2 separate regions of the Gasterosteus aculeatus genome follow, and region 2 is linked to region 1. Evidence: chromatin contacts called from public Hi-C data. All regions are on one chromosome and are shown on one strand. Each heading gives the region's core, a stretch centred on a gene start, on an enhancer-like site or on the middle of the called end of the contact. The rest is flanking DNA. Distances are from core to core; before and after follow the strand shown. Region 1 holds the start of foxd2 (forkhead box D2). Region 2 has its middle 54 kb from the start of trabd2b.

Region 1 (6,556 bases), core at 1,558-4,057:
GCCTATGTGTACATGTTAGGATTTTTACCAGAACGTGCCGATCAATTCAGTTAAATATTTTTACTGAAATAAATAAATTAAGCACATTTTAAATGAGCGGAAAGACGTTGACTCTCTTTGGTAAGTTGTTGTGTATTTTTTATTTTACATAATACGCATTCGATTTAATTCAACTCATGTGCTGCTTTTTTCAGTTTAGATATTTATTTATTTTTAACTCTGGGGAATCAACTCCGTGGAATAAAAATAAATTAACGATTTTGTTTTGTTCAAATTCACAAACGTTTATTATTCTTGTCATTACAACAAAAAATGACCTATGAACAATTAAGTGTCTCTTTCTTTCTATTGGCAACACAAGACATACGGTATGTTTTCACAGAGTAAAAATGTGAAATAACGAACAACAGTTAAAAGGTTGAGAGAGGTGTAATGCGCTCTTTTGTACCAAAACCACATAGCCTACGTGTCCACGGACGACATGAAATGACATTGTCACAAATTCACCACGTGGAGGAGGAGAATCACTGGAGGAAGGAGTGATAGTGGGATACGGCTATTCTTGTGTCAGAAGCCCCACTTCGTCTCCATGTGCTTAAAAACCTGAGTTTGCCGTCTCTATCAGCTCTATGTCAACAACAACAGTGCTATTTTTTTTTCACGACGCACAAAACAAAAACAACGTAAATCATAATAAAATTCTCAACTATCTAAAAAAGAAGAAGAAGAAAGAAAGAAAGTCAGAAATCATCCCCGTAGCCATGGGTGACACCTTTTTAACTTATAACAGGATCTTGTTTTTTCTCCTCCCCCCCCCCCCCATTGACAGATGGAGTCCAAGTCAGCACTGTTTAGAAAGACCTTTCTTGCATTTGTCTCAATATTATACACATATTTACACACCATAAATAAACCTTCCTCTCCTGTTACAAGGACCACAACACTCTTCGTTTTCACCAAGAATGCACAGCCTACCTTCACACAGGGCGAAGCCACACTAACTTCTAACTTTATAATAAAAGATTTTCATTCTTGAAATTTCGTTTAATATTTTTTTTCTTTTTTTCTTAGAAAGGACAAGTGTTCATATTTGGGGTTTTGCCGGAAAAAGTCTGTCCCTGTGGCCCGGCCGGTAATACGCTGTCCTGCGATAGGTTCAAATGGTTGGAAGCAGAGGCCAGTGCTGGGGTCAATATGGCCAGGATCTGAGCCTGGCTGCCCGGCTGCGCGCCGTAGGGAGAGGCGGGGGTGGAGTTGGCCGCACCGATGATATTGTCAATGGAGAACGAAGGCCGACTCGGGGTGCTCGAGTCCGTCTTGAGAGGCGGCAGGGACGCGCTTATTTGGGGATAAAACGGCTTTCTTAAATCGGTCCCTAAAAGGGACGGAAGGTGATGCGGCGCAGGGAATATGGAGCCCGATGAGGGCAAGGTGCACGGGGCGTTGGGGAACGGGAATGCACCACCCGTGTGGTGCGGGTGATACGGGTTATGGGCTGCGTGGAAGTTCTGCAGCTGGAGTCCATAGTTGTATCCGTACGGGCCGTATCCAAACCCGGGCAGAAAGCCGCCAGACTCCCGCAGGATTTCGTTAGTTTGGTGCCTCTTGAAGCGCTTCCTCCTGCGCAAGAAGCTGCCGTTGTCGAACATGTCTGCGGAATCCGGGTCGAGGGTCCAGTAGTTGCCCTTCCCGGGGTTGCCGGGCTCTCGGGGGATTTTCACGAAGCAGTCGTTCAGGGAGAGATTGTGTCGGATCGAGTTCTGCCACGCGGGGAATTTCTCCCGGTAGTAAGGGAATCTGCTGCTGATGAACTCGCAGATCTCGCTGAGGGTGAGGCGCTTCTTGGGGCTCTGCAGGATGGACATGGTGATCAGGGCGATGTAAGAGTACGGGGGCTTCACCAGGGCGCCTTTCCTAGATTTCTCCCCGATGGCGGTGCCGACCTCCGCGCTGGAACCCATCTGGTCGGACGGGCAGTCGGAGCTGCTGAGCCCGGGAGAAGAACCCCTCTCGGCCGCGTTCTGGGAGTAATTATCGTCCGAGTCATTGTCCAAGTTGAAGTCGTGGTGGATGTACTTTCCGTCCTTCCCCACGGATATATCACCCCCAACCACATCGATGTCCACGTCTTCGGACAATGCAGAGCTGTCGGACATATCCGTCCCCAAAGTCATCCTCGGAGACGCCGCTTCTCTTCCCCTTTTCTCCCAGATTTCCTCCTCCTTCTAGGCTGGCGAGGCTACTCTCCCTCTCCCCCCTCCCTTCCCACCAGTCCCCCCTCCTCCCCCCCCCCCTCCCCTTACAACCACACCAGGCGTTTGCGGCAGCTTTATCCCAAACTACTGAATGCACACATGGCTAAAATCTATTGAAAAGATAAATAAGTCTTTGACCTGTGGATCTGGCGACTCCTGGTCGTCCCGAGGCTGGTTCAAGCGGGGCCGTGTGAGCTTCTCATCGAGCAGACAACTTCTGGTTTTTACAGGCGTAAAAAGCAAACAGTCAAAGATCATCGATCTTGCGCCGATCTGGGATTGTGACTTCCGGAGTCGAGGCTGTTTCCGTCTGCGATCAGTTTGTCCCGTGTAGCGCGTTTGGAAAGCTACTTCTGGATCTCCACGATTCTTTCCAAAATGTCTTTTACGCACGGGGTTGGGTAGGCATCCAGCCCGACTGTCACACTATCTTCTTCAGCTTTCAAAAGGCATTTATAGGACCGCGCTGGTCACGTGGTCTTTGAGTCACTGTTACCAGGAACTGGACGGAATTGCCTTGCAAAACGCAATATTTTGATCTTCTCTTGAATCACTGGAATGTTCTTTGATTAAAAACAACTTAACAAAGAAATAACGGAAACACATCAGTTGTCCCTCTGCATATGATCTTATTTGGAGAATTAAAATAGTTAATTACTTGTTGGATATCTCACTTATTGTTTTCTTAATAAATAGTTAAAATATATATTAATAAAGAAAAAAGCACGTTTATGATTGAAAATAGTTTTGAAAAATGTTTCACCGATAACACAAAGATGCAATTTCTCATTTAATTATTGAAATGCGGTTTATTATGGAACACAAGGTTGCCCGATTAAATTGACTTTTAGTTTTTCTGTAGTGCATAAGAGATCTGATCTCTGGTGATGTGATTGGGCTCTTTATAATAAAGCACATATCGGTATTTACCCAATAATGCAAATGTATATTTAGTCAAATCAAAGTAATATTTGTTTTATATATATATATATTACGTTAAAAGAATGTTCTAAAAACGTCCCAGAAATGCACTTAAAGCTCAGAGCGGTCTTCAAAGAAAGATATCATTTGATTTAAAGTTTTAAAAGCTATTAATAAAAATACTAACAATAATGCATGTATTCATCAAAACATGCATTTATTATTTTAAGTATTATTATTATTATTTGTATTTTAATTAAAAATAAAATAGACACAATGTTTGCCCTTAATTGTAATGTAAAGCTCATAATAAATATCGTTAAACAGGCCTATTATAATTAGTCTTCTAATTAACAAGTCTAGTTTTTGTTCAGACATTTTGACCCGTTACATCAGTTTTGGTTCAAGGTGTTAAATCAACAGGCGGAGCTCTTTATTATGTCCCTTCTGATAAATTGGCTGATTTTTTTTTTGGGGGGGGGGGGGGGGGGGGGGTGTTGAAATCCTTCCTCAAAGGTTTTGGCCAGCCGCCTAATTCCTTGACCACTTCCCACCGGTTGTGTGTTTCCCTTTTCAAAACGTCCCAACACACTATCTGCATGTTCTGCATATTTCACGACAGCACATTGGAGTCAGTGGTTCGATGCAACCTGCTTCTCTTTGTCCTGCTCAGCAGTGATGACGACGTGTAACGTGTGTGTATTGTGTGCAGAGACACACTGTTAACGTCACGCGCGTGCATCTCCAGCACCACGGTCCTCTAATTTTCACATCGAGGCTGGAGTTTCATTCTAACCTCCGACACGATCTGATTCGTGAGTTTCTTATTACGTTATTGGTCTTTTCTGGAGGTGAAGGGGTGAAGCAGGTTTTGTCTGACATGTCACAAGTCTGACTGCGGCCGAGCCACATGACGCGTTACTTTCTCCACAAGTCTCACAAGCAGACATATTTTATAATGGTTTTTTTTAAATCATTATTTAAATTTGATTTCAATTCAAAATCCAAACCCTTTGGAGCCGGCTAACTCTTAAGTGCGTTGGTTTATGTTTTTTTTTCATATTTTCATATTTACATGTTTATCTTACATTCTGTGTGCCGCTTGTTGTGAGTGGCAATATATTTGGATTAATTTAATAAATATATGTGCTAATAAATAGACTAAAATATGCATGTACTTTGTGTAGCTATAACATTTTAGGGCTTTTTTTTATTTACAGCTCCTTTTACTTTCTAAAAATATTAAGATTCTGCAGCTTACCTGCAGATATTTATTTTTGTTGTTGCATTTTATAAAAAATGTATTATTTTGAGATTTGTTAAATTGAACAACCTAAAAAACCCGCGCAGTCCTATATTATAGGTCCATGAAGCTTCCAAAGGTTTAATGGGGCCTCATCGTCTCCGTTTAGTGGTGTTGAAGCGCCCCCTGCTGTTGACAAAGAGACACAACATGAAAACAAAACAGATTGTTGATGACAGTAAATACTGTGTTGAGTTTTATAAAAAATGGTGCATGATAGATATTTTGCAGGCAAAGCAGTTATTTAATTTCTTTTTTCTATTTTAGCAGAATAAGCAGCATAAGAAGTTTCACAAAACAGTCAAATAAGTTCAGGCAACATTTGTAATATAAATAATAAATATACCTCATTTCAATATGGAAACATTTTCTTTTAAAAAAGAACATTTGATTATAAAGTATAAATTGTTAGTTATGTGTATTCCTGTGCATTGTCATATTTAAGGATAGTCGCATTAGGTTCTCACACAAGTTGGGAAACTTTTTACAATACTGCAAACAAACTATCCAAAATAGGTTAAAATTGATGACCATCTTTAATTTAACATAACATTTCTTAAGTCTTTTTAAATTGACCAAAACAAGTTTCAAAATAGACTAACCAGCAATTAAATTGCTGCCAATCCACCAACCGCTGGCTTCTTTAATCTATAATCAGACATCATATTTGAGAAAGGTTTGTGCGGAAAAATATCAAATTGTGAAGTTACTAATAACTAAATCTGTCATATGATAAAAAAAATATCCTTTGAACAATAAACCTCAAGACAACAAGTGTCAATTGAAGAGAGATGCTGAAACACTGTGATGACGCGTGAGGCCAAGAAGCCACACAGGGGCACCTGATGCTTTGAGTTACAGTACGAAAAGCTTCTTTAGCTGTTAGACACTATGTTAGTGACACACTAAATGTGACGTCCGAGTGGGGATGCGAGCCGATCACACTTATTTCATTGTTGTGTCCAGTTTGTGTTTATTAACAGATGTCTTCGTCATTGTCGTTTAATTAATGAGGAAATTATATTAAACACAAATATGACGCAGAGACAATGTTTCATCAGCTTTCTAAAGATTTAAAAATGATCATGTGTTTTTTTCTTAAGAAGTGGTGTCATTGTTGACTGCTGAACAGAATTACTGTATTGATTGAAACCAAAACAACAAACAGCAAAAACAATTTCTCTTAAATGAGTGAAATCGTCTTGCCTTTGCTGCCATCTAGTGGATGAAAGTCTAAACTGTACATTATCAAAGACAATTGGGCTTTTTGTTCGGTCGGCCTTTATTCGGATGATGCCCTCTTCATGAGAGACTGTCTGTAAACCAAACGATGCAGTTTAACTAACAAGTTCCAACTGCTTCATACATGTGCGATCAGATTGACCCACCAGGCAGCTACATCCTTCTTGGTGTATCAATAGTTTCAGTGGAGAACAGAGTCAATATCAGACCGGGAGGTGACACACAGACAAATCAATACAGCCGTATTATTGATAAGCCTCCAAACCTGAGCAGAGACAAACTTCATATTGTTGTAAAATATTAAAACTCTACGTATCTGTCAAGGGCGTATAGGTTTGGTCTCAGCATTGGTAGGAACACTACCCGACCCCCACCCAAAACATAAAATTTTTTTTTTTGATATTATGTTGAACTGGCAAACTTTATTAACATATATTAATTAATCAATTAATTTGTGTCACTTGGCACTGATTTAAACATAACAACAGTGATAAAACCTATTCTGCACCAAATAAATAAAGATAATGACTAATTAAATAAATTGATAAACGTTCTGCTAAGATGCCAATATACACTATATCCAAAATATAGTAAAAAAAAAATACTTTTCCCAGTTGTGCAGCCAAAACAGACCATGCAACTTAGAACAATCTATTCTGCAGCACTTAATAGGCTAAAATAGTGCTTTCCTCTCAATTTGTTTAATATGGTTCAATTGCGACATCCAAGTTTCTCCAATTCCGGTTGGTGAAACATTTCCCTAAACTGCAAATCCAAGCAGTTTAGCACTTTCCCCAAATGTCCTTCAATGACATCGCTGATGCATAATGATTCT
Region 2 (6,556 bases), core at 2,416-4,915, 65 kb before region 1:
TTGATATCGACAGCAGCTTGAGGGAGAGAGTGCACTCAAAAACAGGCGCGGGCGAATTTATTCTGGGAAAAAAACAGATAGTTGTGTACTTCCCTGGCAGTGGTCGCCGCACATGCGAAGAGCCAACCGCTTTGATGCTCCAGCGGTGACACTCCATGCGCTAATGAAATATGGTAATTACAGCCACATGAAAGCCCTCGTACACGGAGCCGGAGAAAGGGTGTAAAAAAAACAACAAATATGACTTTATCCAAAGATACCCAGTGTGATTAATTCTCCTTTTCGTAAACATATATTTTATGCCGTTCACTTGCGACAAAGCAGCGTGGGCCATCAGTTGACCCGGGAACTGGCGAGGGGGGAAAGGTCCGCTGATTAAGAACCCCATTGTTCCCTTTCAATGGTTCGCTGGAGATCTCGGTGTGGAAAAAAAAAAAAAGAAGGACCTCCGGAGGGTGCTCTGCGTGCCGCGCACCGCCGCTTTAATTTAGGCCCGTTTCTTTCACAGCAGCGGATCTATTATTTGTTTATTTGGAATTTACCAAACCTGGACGGCAAAAGTGACTCCAAAGCCCAGACCTCGGGCTCCATCCGACGCCCCAGTAGGCCCATTTGTGGAGAAAAACGTAACTTGATTGTGGGAGGAAAGAGATCTTAAACTTATTACGTTTAAAGTTTACACAATGGAAACCGGAGCGATGTTTTCCAGTCGAGCTCCGACGGCCCCAGATGTCACCCGGAGAAACACATCAGAGCTCGCATGAGAAAGGGCCACAACTCGATATGCCCTGGAACACTTTTTTTGGGGGGTGGAAACGGAAATGGTTGCATGACTGGAAGCGTAGGGGCAGATTTGCATGGATGGTAAATTTGGGCAGTTTGATGTAGATGAAGGGGGGACGATTTGAGGAGGCTCGACGGAAGCATGTGAAAAGTCGTACCCGTCAGTATGAATTATATCTTTCTGTTCTTGTCATAACTCAATCTCTTGCAACCCGTGAAGAATAAATAATGAATCTAGAATATTCTAAAACACTTAGTTGCCATGTTTTGTCGGCCAAAAAGAAAAAGTGTATTCTTGGAAGACGCCATAAATGGATTTTAACCTCAGCTAGGTGCAATAAAGTCTAAGAATATGAAGCTGCATCCAAAGTCCACTTAACCTACATTTTATTAAGAAAAAAAGCTGAAATTCTCCCTGTATACTTGACACAGAAAGAGGTGGAGTGACACGGCGCACTGCCTGTCTCAGAGGAGGTGGACAGACAGACAGAATACAAAGGGGTGGAGGAGGCTGTGTGTTTGACCATCAGTGTTTGCTTTCAGTCAGACGCCACAGCAGTCCCCCATCCAGTCACACACACACACACACACACACACACACACACACTTTCGCCTCGCTGACCCGCTCTCCTGAGGGACGCAGACCTCCACCCTCTAGAGGTCAGGGAGAAGGTGGAGGTCAAATGGGCTCTGATAAGTCCTGCTAATGGGACGGTGTCCGTGTGCGTGTCTCAATGGGCCTGTCGGGGGTCTGACCAGCTAACTGGGGCTAAGTGAACAAACACACGGCGCTGCAATGTGCCGGTCCACATGAGCACAGAATGCACACACACACACACACACACATATGCATGCATGCACACTCTTTAAGGTCAGAGCACAGGGTGAGAATTTTAAACGGCCAAGCTGGGGACATCAAATATTTTCCTTCCCATCACTATCAATCAGCGGAGCACCTGCCTGAAATCTTCAAGTGTGTGCGAGTGAGTTTGTGCACGCAGGAGGCGGCGTGGCTGAGGAACACATAGAGGCCTAGCTGACCATTACACGCCCAGTCAGACAGACCAGCGTGTACACAGACAGACAAGATAGACAGGGTGTGTGTGTGTGTGTGTGGGTGGGCGCCGGAAAAGCGTTTTAGGGGGGGCGGACCTCAGCCACTCAGATAGGGGGAGATCACCGCCTCGCCCTGCGTCTCTCACACCACCTCGTCTCCTTTTTGTGCGTTATCGCTCTCCTCCAGGTGTATCCAGGTAACTCCAAGGCCGCGGCGCTCTTAAAAGCCACGAAAGTCAAGGTAACGGGTAATTGCGGAATGGCACTCGTAAAAAAAAAACAGCCTGTTTGCCCACGGCAGAGCCGCGCCCCCCTCGCTTCGGCCGCCGAGAACGGAGAGAGGCAGGAAGCGACGGATCCTTGGACGAGGTCACACTTTTTTCTGCCCCATTCCGTCTACTTTCTTCCCCTTATTTAATCCCCACATCGACCCTCACTCGTCCTCGGCCCCTGCGTCCGCCTCCCTTACTTCCCCCTCCTGCCAGCCCTTTATACGGCAGTTCCTCTTATTTTTTATCATCTTCTTCCCCCACTCCGCCTCTCACCGTCTTTATCTCTCCCCCCCACCAGCGCCCATATATCTCAGACTTTATGAGTAACTCCGGCTCCCTCCCTCTTTTAATGTTTGATTCCAGGTGATAACAGGAGACCGGAGAGATGAGTTTGACTGCGCCGGTTAATGTGGTCAAAGGGCAATGGCCAGGCGGGGGGGGGGGGGGGGGCGCGAGGGGCCCGGGCGCCATCAGTCGGTCGGTCTGTCTGTCGGTCGGGTCGGTCCAAAGACAGAGAACCGGGCCGCGGTCCCCTTTTGGGCCCCTTTTCCGGGCCTGAGCCAGGAAAACACATTGAAGCAATTGTCCACACCCGCGCGATGAGTCATTATCTGACAATCTATCAAGATATTGATCAAGAGTTTGTGTATCTCTACCGTCACATGTACTTACCCTATGAACGGAGATAAGATTACCTCCTCTCTCTGCACACGGGCCAATAAACACGCCGGCCGGCTGCAAATACGCTGTGTGTATATTTGTACACATAAACGAAGCACGTTGTATACAGGCAAACATGTACGGCACACATGAATGGATGTGACCACACACACACACACACACACACACACACACATACAGTTCACTGTCAAACAGTCACAGTCTATCTCCTCACTTTCAACAATCACTTGTTTGTTTCACACTACAAACAAACAACTCACTCCGGCGCATAGTGGTCATTGACACGGACTCCACTCCGGCTCCTCCATCTTTTGCTCTCTTGTCCTCCCGAACCCCTTCTCCCTCTTTGTCCATCGCTCTCTCTTCCTCCCTCTGTCTCTCTTTGATTTCGTCCCTCGCCCTGCTCTGGCCATTATAAATTCATTGTATGCCGTGGTGGCTGATTGAAGTGATGGGCTGATTCCTCAGAGCTTCCTGCCTGATGGAGGGTGCTATAGCAAATAGCCCAATGGGTCTGTTTAGATAACACTGACCTCTCGCAAACCACCGCCACGTCTGCCGCGAGTGAGCTTTGTGGGATTCACTGTCATTCTCGACTGGAAGGACGAACGAGGGAGGGGGGGGGACATTGGAGGGGGGGAGATCGGGAAAAAAATGAAGAAAAGAAAGACGAGAGGTGGAAAGATATGGATGGGGGAGCCGGGGGTTAGAGAGGGAGAGTAAAGGGGAGATCTCGGGTGAGCAATGATTTGAAGCGTATTGTAAACTCCCACCTGCCCTCTCCATGAACAAAAGTGTTAGCCATCATCAGGGTGAATTGTGAGGGGAGACAAGAGGCCGCTGCGTTGGTCCCCCTGATCTGCATTCTGCCCGTTGGGGTTACCAGGGCAACGGGTACAGTACACCGAGGGCCGAGGAGGGGGCATGGAGAGGGCACTCACCCTTTTTCTTGGAAATGGATATTCATGTCTTTGTTCGGCAGGGGGTTACGATCGTGTCGATTATGAAGAAGAAAAAAAAAAGAAACAAAAAAGGAGAAAATCTTGTTTAAGCGGCACGGCCGGCGAGGCTTCACCCTGCCGGCAGACCAGCACCGATGCACCGGTGTTCACCGACAACATGCAAAGCACAAAAAAAACACCAAATATTTATTTTGTCTGGATATCATTTCTCGATTACAGAGACATTTGTTTCCCAGCGTTTGGCGGTAGTTTGTTCAGACGCATGTAGGAAGCATTTATCTGCGTCTATATCGGCAGGCCTTTGTTTTTAAGTGCCCACTTTATAATACACATCGGGACACACGTGCACCGTCTTGAAGTGCGCAATTAAAAAAATTATGTCCCTCGGCATTATGCAACGCTTTGCACACACCGTCTCCGTCTTAAGACGTCTCGGGTAACTGCGATGTATATATCTTTTGAATGGCTGCAGGGCTGTAAAACCTCATCGTAACTCCCGCATGTGACAAGATGTTTTGCAATCGCACCATTAAAAGCTATTGACAGAGCAAGGGGCCATATAGGACAGAGGAGGACAGGCAGCGGTTAGTGGAGGTGGCGCGCTCTCCTGCTCTCCTGACGCAGCACTGAAAACAAGGCATTCCTTACTGCAAGGAGTGCAGCTGCCCTAAGATAATGTTGTTCTTTAATTAAACTATCTCTGCCGTGTGCGCGAGCTGGGGAGAGAGGGCACGGAGGTATGGTAACCTCGCAAAACAATGCATGAGGAATTTGGAGTGTAGTGAGTTCTTTGTGTGACCGCGTTGTCTTGTGTGTGTGTGTGTGTGTGTGTGTGTGTAATTGGAAGTAGAAGTGTGTGGATTGATAACTTGTGCTTGTACACTTTCTAGACCGATCGCCAATTAAAACAAGCAGCCACGCCGCACAAAAACAAAACTGACTCTCGCTATCAGTTATGAATCAGCCATCAGAGCTCATTACAGGAATCAGGTGATCGACCTCTGAAGGGGTTTCGCTTTACACAATTAAAACCTGGAACCAAATACGGTCCAGATTAAACAGCCGCCACTGTGGTCTCAATGCGTTGTGAAATAAGACTTTCCGTTCATGCATTACCCTGATTATTGCATAATCACCATCACTAACTGGTTGATATATGTTAACTATATGTTTCATATAGTTTTTGTAGTTTTAATATATATTTAAACAAATAAAATAAAGTAATAATCTATATATTATAGTCTACATTATGTCTGTTTCAAACTATTTGCAGTATGCAAATTATCCCCTGATCCCGGAAAAGGGCTGAATTACATTTAGTCAGCAATAATCCAAAAGGCTTGACAGAGCTGCCTTATTTACTTCTTATAATTAGTAACAATATTATTGCAGGTGAAACCTACGTGCAGGCTAAATAGTCTCTTTATGAAATGACCATTCAGAAATCTCTTCATCAAAAAGCCTCATGTTGATCCACAACGGCTGAAATAGTCAAATATAAATAATTCAAACGTTGCTTAAGGTTGGTTTCCGAGGAGCACCGACACCGAACGGGCCGGTGGTCGCGGAGGGTAAACCGCGCTGCCGTCCACTCAAACGGGGCCGTGACGCGAGCGGGTCCACCGTCCCTGCACTTCAGCCTGCCGTCGCCAGGGGGGGGTGTGAGTGAAGAAGAATCAGAGGACGGAGAAGCGCAGGGAAATCGTTGGAGGGAAGAAGAAAAAAAGAAGTGAAAGTCACCCCTATAAAGAAGTGGATGAATAAATAAATAACATGTAGTGGGCAGAGGCAAGTAGCGAGCAAAGATAAGAAAATGTATATCTAAAATTGCCACGGTCTTAAACTATTTTATCTCACGTTTGGTTTTTCTTCGTGGTTCAACCAGTGAGAAAATTAATCGTATAATGGAAAGTGTATTTGGGGGGGGGGGGGGGGGGGGTCGCGTGAAAAAGAAAAAAAATGTCATTTAGGATTCAAGATTTTCCATTTGGCCGCCTGAAAGAGACTTAACGCCAATTGTCCCACTGGTCACCTCGATAGAATGCAAATGTGGAAGGTCTATAGGGGCCTGGTGCGGGAAAGCCATTGATTTGGGATGAATACAGTGGCTACTCTCAGGCTCTTCACAGTTATTAGGACTAATAGAGAAACATAAAATAGTGAGAGAGAGGCGCACAGATCCGCACAAATGCTCTAAATAGCGGCCTACTCCACAGGCCTCTCGGAGAGTTTGGCTTGCAATTTGCATTCCTTTGTGTGACAACTTGTAATCCTCCCCTCAGCATGCCAAGAAACACACAACAGATTTATTGTCCCGGTCAACAAATCGTTTAAGTCATCCCAAACCTATTAATGCCTAATGCAGTGGGACCCGACCCGACCCCCACCCGCCCCCTCCATGCACCGCCTCGTCGAATCGAAACCACCGGAGGATGTCCAACGCGGATCCGTGCTCGCGCCGGGTCCAGATCAAATAGATGGATGGACCGGATCCGGGAGGCGGGGGGCTTTGTTGGGGCCCCTATCCAGACAAGATGCACTTTATATCATTTGGGAGCAGCTTGGGAGGTTCAGCGGGACAGAGGCCGAGGCTCAGACGGCTCTGTGTCGGGCGGGTGGGGAGGTTTCCGCCGCCGAGGGGCCACACAGGCTGCGCCGAGACTTGCCAAGTGTTAACAGCGCATGTTCGTCCCAGCTAACCCAGAGTTTGATCCTTATTTTTACCCTCATGCATTCCTGTAAAACGCGCGAATCGAATGTCCAAATTGGGATTCATTCCCCGTTAGAATGAAGCCTTTCCGT

Evidence for each region. Hi-C and Micro-C count contacts between places; a contact is called where the count stands out from the background.
Region 2: a contact with region 1 is called in a Hi-C map of skeletal muscle, with 7 times the contacts expected there. The contact joins the enhancer-like site here to the promoter of foxd2 in region 1. A contact is called at or near these places in 5 of 6 Hi-C or Micro-C datasets (liver, skeletal muscle, tail fin and 1 more).

The regions. Positions count from the first base shown.
Region 1 is chr8:17,981,049-17,987,604 of fGasAcu3.hap1.1, reverse strand. It overlaps foxd2 (forkhead box D2), which reads right to left and starts at 2,807. Exons shown (of 1, transcript XM_040185049.2): 1 at 259-2,807. The coding sequence starts at 2,174. The coding sequence ends at 1,068.
Region 2 is chr8:18,047,275-18,053,830 of fGasAcu3.hap1.1, reverse strand. No RefSeq gene overlaps it. Among protein-coding and RNA genes, the nearest start is that of trabd2b, 54 kb to the left of the region's middle. Within about 2 kb of position 3,665, at least 2 of the 9 cell types and tissues checked have open chromatin away from gene starts, as enhancers often do.